Regions from separate parts of the Anser cygnoides genome. Here region 1 is linked to region 2. The links are chromatin contacts, called in public Hi-C maps. All regions are on one chromosome and are shown on one strand. The core of a region is the stretch at or near the end of the contact, and the rest is flanking DNA. Distances in the headings are between cores, read along the strand shown.

Evidence for each region. Hi-C and Micro-C count contacts between places; a contact is called where the count stands out from the background.
Region 1: a Hi-C map of liver shows a contact between it and region 2, with 2.3 times the contacts expected there. The contact joins the promoter of SRSF5 here to the promoter of ERH in region 2. A contact is called at or near these places in 3 of 7 Hi-C or Micro-C datasets (granulosa cells and liver).

What each region holds. Positions count from the first base shown.
Region 1 is chr5:29,832,973-29,837,603 of Taihu_goose_T2T_genome, forward strand. It overlaps SRSF5 (serine and arginine rich splicing factor 5), which reads left to right and starts at 3,247. Exons shown (of 8, transcript XM_066997749.1): 1 at 3,247-3,406; 2 at 3,911-4,056; 3 at 4,146-4,216; 4 at 4,390-4,488. The coding sequence starts at 3,931.
Region 2 is chr5:29,660,970-29,665,643 of Taihu_goose_T2T_genome, forward strand. ERH (ERH mRNA splicing and mitosis factor) reads right to left here and starts at 3,040. Exons shown (of 4, transcript XM_066997739.1): 1 at 2,900-3,040. The coding sequence starts at 2,902. It overlaps SLC39A9 (solute carrier family 39 member 9), which reads left to right and starts at 3,175. Exons shown (of 7, transcript XM_048065227.2): 1 at 3,175-3,467. The coding sequence starts at 3,372.

The DNA of each region.
Region 1 (4,631 bases), core at 1,997-4,496, 170 kb after region 2:
ACCAGTTCCGTGCTGATACCTGTCACACGGGTCATGGGACAACGGCACGGTGCCTGGCAAGAGAAGAGCTTTGTCCCCCCCATGGCACTTCAGAGGTAAGTTCTCCAGTGTGGATGCAGTGAGATTTGGATCTAGCTACTGCTCCTCTGCCAGCAGAGCTGTGTCAAGGGGAGGAGTGATACTTTGGGTGCAAAATCCAAAATAATTGGTATTACTGTCATCCTGTTGAATAAGTAAAAGAGGAGGGAGAACAGCAAGTAGGAGATGCTGGGAGCAAACCCGTCAGTTCATGCCGCTGAACAGACTGTAGCATCAAATCATGTCAGAGACAGACTGTGTTTTTCTGTATCTTGAGGGAACATGAAGAAAAAGACTTCTATACTGGTGATAGGACTTTCAAAGACTTATAATACTTAAACAGACCTTTTCAAAATAACTATAGTGGCACAAAAATTCTGTGTCTGCTAGGCATAATTCTTGAACGATTGAACAGTAGATGAAATTGCAGCTTGTTCTCCAGTATGATTTATCAGAAGACTAGAGGAGCCAGGATGCTATGTGTGTGTGTGTACGTGTAAATACATATATATAAAGTTTGTCCTTTCTACTCTGTGTTTACCTGTGTAAGATGACAGCTAGGTTAAAATATCTGTTGTGATGACATCTTGATGAGTTTGCCTGCATTGTGCAACTATATGGTGTATTGTTTTAATGTTGTGTTTGCTTAGCTTAACAGTTGCCTAAAAAATAAGGACTGGAACCGCAAGTGATGGGACATGTACCGCCCTCCCCAACTGGACGAGCATGCGAAGGTAGGAGAAAAGCACTGTGGTTAATATAAACGTGCGAAGCCACGTGCTGCATTGATAACACTCCAGCATTCTGCAAGGGCTTCACTTCAATTTCATAAAACTATCTCAAAGCAATCTATACCACAGCTTTGCTATACCTTGAGTCTACTAAAAAATCCATGACTTTGAGTGATTTTTTTTTTTCAATCAGCTTTTCTTCATGAGCTGCATAGCAGCCATATGTGTGTTTGAGTAGTACTGTGCCATACAAAAGTTGAGGTTATTGTTAAAGCTTACTAACCTTACTATCACCATACAGATCAGCACCTGTCCCTTAAATACCATACCTGCTGTAAGCACATCCCAGAATAGGTTATACCTGTTTCTGCAATGCCAGTATATTTATTGAGTTATTTTTAGATTGGGATCCACTTTAACTGAAGCCTTTATACACATTACTATTTCCTAAATGTTTATTTCTGATTTTATACTGGATTGTTCTTCCTAAACATAAACATTTCTGTCCTTGTCCTTGCAGATTTTCATCTTGTTGAATCATTGCTTTGGTTCATCAGGCTCATTTTGAATTCTCTTCTTGTCTTCAGAGTGTTTGAAAATCTTCCCAGGGTGATTCACCTGCATGTTTTAACACTGCATGCTCTAATCTGCTTAGCAAACTATTAATGCAGCTGTTGAACAGTCCTGTGCTGAGAGGAGATCCCTGATTCCGCAAAGGAATTGTCCCTGTGTTTGTCAAGGACCTATTTTGAATGCAAACACTGACAGAGGTATGCTTCCAGCTTACAATTAATTTTATCCTGCCATTTTCCTGTTTGCTTAAGAAAATACCGTGTGTGGCATAGCACTGAAATCTTTACTACGGTCACGTTTAACACATCTCTATTTTCCCCCTTGCCCAGTAGCTTAGTTATTCCAGGAAGGAGTATTGGATTAATTTGAAACAGCTTGTTTATTGCCTGCCTTGTTGTCATGACCAGCTTAGCAGTTTAATGAATGGAAGTACTTATACATTGATTATTTAATCTTCTGTTCCATTGCCTCTCTGACCTTTGAAGGTAAGCTTGCCAATCGAAAAATCACTGCACCTCTGGGGAGCGTGGTATTCGGGATGGTGCTACAGATGTCTCAGCAATGGTTCATTAGCTACTTCAGTGAGTTTCTTAAGGATTACAGGTGCTGGCTACTTGAGTAATGTGAATTTCCTCCATCCTACTATTCCCCTATTATGACCTATGTTCTTCAAATTCCTTTTAAAATGAATACTGGGTCTCAATTAAGCAAGAAGTGAGGATGATGTGACATGCTCAGTCGTTGCAATCTGCTGTCTGCTGAAAACAAAAACTTCTGCTAATGTTAGTCACTGAGTCTGTGTAAATGACAAAAAAAGATGGTTTGTCAAAACAAAGATGTGTTGTGATTTGAGCTTGGAAATTTAATGGGAGACTGTGGTCATGAGTGCAGTGGTTGCATTTAGGTGTACATCAAATGTTGGCTTAGGGGCTCAGGTGGCTTTCAGGAAAGGTCTGTGGGCTAGCCAAGGAAGGACACAATCGTGCAGCAGCTCTCCTGTTACCCCCTGAAGGTTTATAGATAGCTTTGACACAGTAGGATGTTTTTGTAGTGGTCTACATCTCGTTCTCAAAGGCTTGTGGCATTTCCTCAGTAGTTCACACTTAGTGTGTAAAACTAAACACACCGATCTGGTGTACACTTGTTCTGATCATTCAAATATTAATCCAAAAAGAAAAATATCTTTTGTTTTCTTTGTACTTGCAAGGCTCCTACTGGGCCAGGGGTCACCCCGTCCTTCTGCAGCTGGCATAAATTCAGCACGAAAACATGAAGCTAACCTAAACCTTATTGCATGTACTAGATGATGTACAAAAAAATATGATGACATGCAATGCCTATTCGGTATTAAACCTCTGCTGGGCTGTGATCTGATGTCGGGTGATTTGCTGCCAGCCTGCCTAATTGCCTTCCACAGTGGCAAACTGCAGGGCGGTGGGCAGTGCCCGCTCCGTGCCATGGAGAGGAGGAGGCGGTGGGTTCGTGGTTCAGATGCGTTTTCTTGAGCTGTAGCCGCGGCCCTAAGTTACAGACTCGTCCCAACTAAAAGCTAAGGTCTGCGGCTTCAGTGATGAGCCACGGCTCCCCGCGTCTAAGTATAAGGCGCCTCAGGGACTGGCTGAATACTGCTGCTGAGCAGTAATTAACAGCGTATTAATTATGTTTGGCTGGAAGAGACGAGCGTGAGGACTTGTAAGGGGCGTCAGCACGAAGCAAGGGACGTTGTGCAAGCTGCAGGAGAGGAACCCTCAGTGAACCGCCGCCTCCACTGACTACTGCCCACCGCCCCCAACATGGCCGCCCGCCGCCATTACCCCGGGGAGGGGCGGGGCGGGGCCAGGGCCGCCTCCGCCAATCGGCGCGCGGGGCGGGGCCGCCTCCCGGTGGCGGCGGCGGGGCGGGGCGGGCGGCAGTCGGGAGCGAGGCGCCGCGCAGGGAGCAGGAGCCGCCCGCCAGCACCGCACCGGCCTCCTCGCCCCGCACGGCCCGGCCCGGCCCGGCACGCACCGGGACCCGCAGCCCAGGTTCGTGACCGGCCGGGGCGCGGTGCTATCTGTGTGTGGGGGGCGGGGCGGGCGGGTCCTTCAGCCGAGGGGTGGTGGCGGCGGCGCACGGGGTCCCGGCGGGGCGGCGGGCCGGCCCCGGTGCTCCGCGTGCAGCCGCCGCCGCGGCGGGCGCTGAGTGCAGGGCGCGGCCCGCGCCGCCATTTTGTGGCGGAGCGATGGCGTCGGCTTTCCTGCCCGTGCGCCTCGGGGGGCGGGGCCGGGCCGAGGGGGGCGGGACCGAGGGGGGAGCTGCGCGCTCGGATTGGCCGAGGCCGGGGCGGGCTCCAGCTGGCGGGCTGCGATTGGGCCGCAGAGGGGGCGAGGCCGGGCTGCTGCGGACTGCGGCAGGGGGCGGGGCGGGGGCGTGCTGAGTCACCGGCACGGCGCTGACGGGCCGGGCCGGGTCTGACGGGACGGGACGGGCTGGGGCCGGGTCTGACGGGGCGGGGCCGGGCCGGGCCGGGCCGTGTTTCCTTCCCGCAGCGAGCTCCGCGCCCCCAGCCATGAGCGGCTGCCGCGTCTTCATCGGGAGGCTGAACCCCGCCGCCAGGGAGAAGGACGTGGAGCGCTTCTTCAAGGGCTACGGCCGCATCCGGGACATCGACCTCAAGAGGGGCTTCGGCTTCGTGGTGAGTGCGCCTCACGGGCGCTGGGAGGGCTGGAGGCCGCGGGGAGAGCTCTGGGCGCTTAACGGTGCTCTCGCTGTGTGGGTTTGCAGGAATTTGAGGATCCCAGGGATGCGGATGACGCTGTCTATGAACTGGATGGAAAAGAGCTTTGCAGTGAGAGGTGAGCTGCTGTATCTCCTGTGTTACTCAGACATAAAAAATGTGTCGATTTTCAGTTGCGTTTTGTTATCAGCACTGTTCAAATCCAGCTGTAGCTCTTTTTCACCCAATAACTATGAAAAGATGCTTAAAAATGCATGATTTCCCCTTCCTTATTTTTTTTTTCCTCTGCAGGGTTACAATTGAGCATGCGAGAGCACGCTCTAGGGGTGGTAGAGGCAGAGGGAGGTACTCTGACCGTTTCAGTAGCCGCCGTCCACGTAGTGACAGGAGGTACGTATAGCCGTGAACTGACGTGGTTTTAATAAATAACTCTGGGTCCATCTCATCGGCAAACACGAGGTACACTGAGATAGTAAAAGGTGCTATTTGCCTTTCTAGTCAATCAGATGTGGCAGTAGGATTGTGAAGATCAA
Region 2 (4,674 bases), core at 1,790-4,289:
AAAGAGCTATTTTGAGTTATTCAGCTTCAAGGTAACAAAAATTCTTTAACAAATCTGCACTTGGTATTCAAGATTATTTCCTGCAAATCAGATGTGCTGATTATTTTTTTAACACTTCAGCAAGCCTACTGAAAGGGTAATTATGGCACAGATAACTGTTCCAAATGTCAGCCTGTAAACTTGCTCTTCTGCAGGGAAGGCTTTGATGATTGTACGGTCTGTGGCTTGCATTATTTCTGTAATATTTTTCACTTGGATGCAGCAAGTAATTTAAACAAACAAGATTTTAAGTGTACACAGCCTGTGACCTAATTAACAGGTTACACATCATAGGAAGCTTGCAAGCACCCTAGAAAACAGCATTTCCCGTGCTGCTAATTTAACCCAGCACTTTCAGTGCTAATATATAAAGTGAGCACTCAACTTGTAAAACTCATGCAGGGAACTGCAGAGTAAGACACACTGGAAACAAATACCAAAATGCATTATCAGGCTTCATTTAGGTAGCTGCTGATAACCCACGCTTTGGACAGAACAGTTAAAAGGTACCACTTCAGTGCTCAAATGCGGTGATAGAAAAATGGCAAAGAATTTATAAGAAAATGGTCCAAATTTTTATACCACGATCGACCTGGAATACGGTTTCAGCTTTTTAAATTCATAACGTGGTAGAAGGAGATTTGGAGGAGCTCAGAAGAAAAGTTCCATAAAGAAGCAGTAGCAGTAAGACTTTTCCCCTCCCAGAAATGAAGGAGGAGAACGCAGAGCTTTGTGCTATAATGAAAATCATACAAAGGAGACCACATCTGCTAAGACTGCTTCCCTGCACACCGGAGGACGCTAGATGTGAACGGGATGCCCCCAGGGCCGCTGGTATCCAGCTGCTCCTAAGTGTGCTGCACTGTCCCAGGCACGCCTCGCCAGGGAGTCAAAGGGCTGCCAAATCCATTCACAACTACTTCCAGCAGTACCCTTTGTATTTGGTTGTGACCAGGCTCGCTTCCAGGACTTGGAACTCTGATCTCCCAGGAGCATCCGAGTAAGAAACCCTTCTTAAAAAAAATGGGGTCTGTCAGCCAGTTCAGTGTGTTCTATAAAAGCTTGCGTGTTTTAGCAGCAGAACGCCCTGCAAACTGCAATTGTGGTCTTTGTACTTTCAAACTCAACTTTAACGTTAGAAGAAAAAAGTTGGGTTTATTTGGCAAAACCTAAGAAAGTATAGATAAAACTGTACTGCCTAGGAGATGAGCAACTTTATCATAGTTAAGTGAATTCTGTATCCAGTCTTTCAGTGTCCTGGTGGGGAAGAACTTTAAGCTTTCCAGCCTCAAAATACCCCTCCCAGTCTTTGACTGTTAAATCAACATATTTAGTCTGACACTATCCCAATACTCAGACTACAGGAAAAAAGTATCAGTGAGCCAGACATACAAGCCAGTTCTTTCAGAACTTCAGGTTAGAATTTATTTGAGCTTCTGACTGGAAACCATTTTTCTCTTTGCAAACTTTTCAATATCCATATCAGCCTGGAAATTATTCATTCCCTTGTACAAAAAAAGGGCATAATTCAGCTTTTCTAAAAGCAACACCAATAGATCGTGAGCCTCTAACAATAATTACTACAATAACATCAAAAAACAAGTCCAAATTGTTGCTAGTATTTCTTTTGATCCTGTTACTGCCACTTAAATTTCTCCTTCTAACAAGTATTAATGTCTCAGCTTCTGCTAAAAGCTCTGAAGTAAAGCAAACAATAAAAGAATCAATTCCTTCGTGTTTATATTGTACAAATTAGCTTTTAAGATCTTTGTCCACCTTAGCTGGTCTACCAAAATTACTGCCATTGGGATCAATTGTACTGCAGTATCAATGCATTACATCTTAAGTGTTTCTTTAAGAACTTCCTGTTATTTTACCTTACGACAAAAAAAAAACCCTAAAAAAACTAATTTAGCTTGATTTGGTAAAATTGCTCCTCCTCTCCCACCACAGATGTGACAAGTTCATAAACCTGAGAGGTTTTTTCAAACTTTTACCTGCCCCCCCCCGAATATGTGCCTAGGGACAAAGATCGGTGTAAATAAAAACTGTTTGGTTTTTCCATGAGTATAAATCTCAGTGTTAGAAAACCAAAACAGAGGAAGATACTGAAAATGTCACGCCATAGGAATAGGTAATGTGGAAGAGTGCAGTACGGGCTCTTTATTGTGTTGCATTGTTTCGTGTTCTTGTGTTTTCTTTTAGCGGGAATTGTACTGGCTGTTGTTAAATAAGACCCCAAACTGGTTTATATTACTCCAATTTTCAACTGCCAGAGCGCCCTTTAGAAAGCTCTCCAAGTACAAAATTGCAGACATAACCCCGTAAAAGCGGTTGAGGCAGCACTGGCACCCCAACGAGCAGGAGCCAGGCAGCATCTGCCCGAAGAGCATTTTGCCAATTGCGAAGCCTAGACGAAAACAAACTGGGGGGAAGGAAAAAAGAGAGAAGAAGGAGGTACGGGGAGAGCAGCAAGACGCCTGGCGAAGCGAGGCAGCACACCGCACGCTTAGGGGCCTTCCAGCTCCTCAAGCTAGGCAGGAGGAGTTGATTTCGGCGACTTTTTCCCCTCCTTCGGGCAGCAGAAGCCAAACTCCTGACCGCAGCCAGGCCGAGGCGGGCCTCTCCCCCCAGCCCCGGGGCACCGAGGGGCTCCGGCGCACCCCCCTCACGGAGGCGACCCCCGGGCCCGCACCCCCGGACCAGGCCCGAGCCCCCGCTCGCGGCCTCCCCCCGCCACGTGCTGCCGGGCCGGGTCCCCCCGCGGCCTTGCCGTCCCCCTCTGCCTCCCCCCGCCCTCCCCGGTGCCGGTGCGGCCAGGCCGAGCCCCCCCCCAGAGCCCCCCGCGCCCCCCGCTCACCATCGCGGCTCCCGCTCCTCAGCTCCGCCGCCTCCGACCGCCAGGCGCCCGCCGATCCCCCACAACCCCCCGCGGCCGACCAGCGAGAGGAAGGGCTAGAGCGCCCCCCCGCGCACGCGCGCCCTCTGAAGCCGAAGCGCTGAGGGCGGCGGGTGGAAGCCTAGCGGGACGCGTTGGAGGAGCGGGGGGGGGGGGGAGGGAAGCGGGCTGCGCCGCCATCTTTGATAAGGGAGCCGCGCTTTCCCGCCTCCGGGTGGCGGGCGGCCGCCATCTTGGAGCCGGGAAGGCCCGGAAGGGGAAGCGCCGCGGTGCCGCTCGGTGAGGGGGCGGCTGAGGGGGAGCCGCTGAGGGGGCAGCCATGGGCCGGGGCCGCGCCTGGGCCCTGGGCGTCCGCACGGGCTGAGGTGAGGTGAGGCGAGGTGAGGCGGGGCTGGGGCGGGCAGCTCGCCGCCGGACCTCGCCGCCAGGCGCCATGGATGACTTCCCTGCCATCTGCCTGCTGTCCCTCGCCATGCTGGTGGCCTGCTATGTGGCGGGCATCATCCCCCTGGCCGTCAACTTCTCCGAGGTGAGGGGGCAGCGCGAGGCGCGGTGCGCTTGTGCTCGTTGGAAACCCGCACGGAGGCCGGGTGAGGGAGCCGAAGCCCGTCGGAGCGCTCCGGCCCCAGGCGGAGCAGAGGCTGAGGCGCGTAGCGGGCAGGGGCGGCGGGAGCCGGGCTTGGTGCTCCTTGCGAGTTTCTGTCAGAAATGCCTGGAGTCCCGGCTTAACTTCTACTGCGCGCCTCAAAGGAGGGCGGCTGTGCGCAGTTCTGCTGCCTCCGGCTGTGTTTCGTGTTGTTCGGAGGTGGTGTTCTTGCCCCGTGTTTGTGTAGGTTATACCCGTTTGTATGGTTGGATCAGGCAGTCCGTGTCTGTTTTGGGACTCCCGGCAGCTGCCGGAATACAGGTCGGTGGGAATCCAGAAACGTGGCACTCGGCATCAACAGCAGTCACACACTTGCCAGCCTTCTGCGTAGGCAGTGCTTTACCAGCAGCACACACGTGTACAAACGAGTTTATCGTGGGCTCATCAACTCTCGGAAATCCTCGATTCGATTTTACACTTGCCGTAAACTTGCTGCTTTAAGGATCTGTCTGCTTTGCTGGTTTAACAACAGAACTGTATCTGTGGAAATGATTTATGTGCGAACACCGGTCCTGGAAGTGTCTGATGAGAAGTTACAATCGCTTTATTTAAAACGGTTGCTTAGGCCCCCTGCTACATGGGTAATTTAAAATCGAAATGGCTGTTTGGGCTGTGCGTTATGTGGTTTGCAAAAAGCTTCATAGGTGGTAATAGAGAAAAATGCCTCCTCCCCCTGGGTACTTATCATGGTTAAGTAGAAAGCAAATTAATGCTGTACATAATAAATCCAGATGATGGAGAACAATAAAATTATTCATTAATTAATGCATTTCTTCAGATGAGTTTAATTGTGGACCTGATGTTTGTTTTGATTTCATATTTGTTTCTATTCTTTTAATTACACTTGAATATTCTTGAAAGTCTGAAGCTCCAATAAAGCCTGGTATAGCTAAACATTAGTGGTAAAAAGATACAGATGAACAGCTCTTTGCTTTATTTCTGCAGGCAGATGCACATTTTCAGTTTAATCCCGATTTACATGAAGTACTCTAGAAGACTGACCTTGGGCCAGAAACCACACTCTACCAGTACTTGAGGCTCTCTGAAGTTGTAGCCTAAATGCTCAAAACAAAAAAAAAAGTTGTTCAGG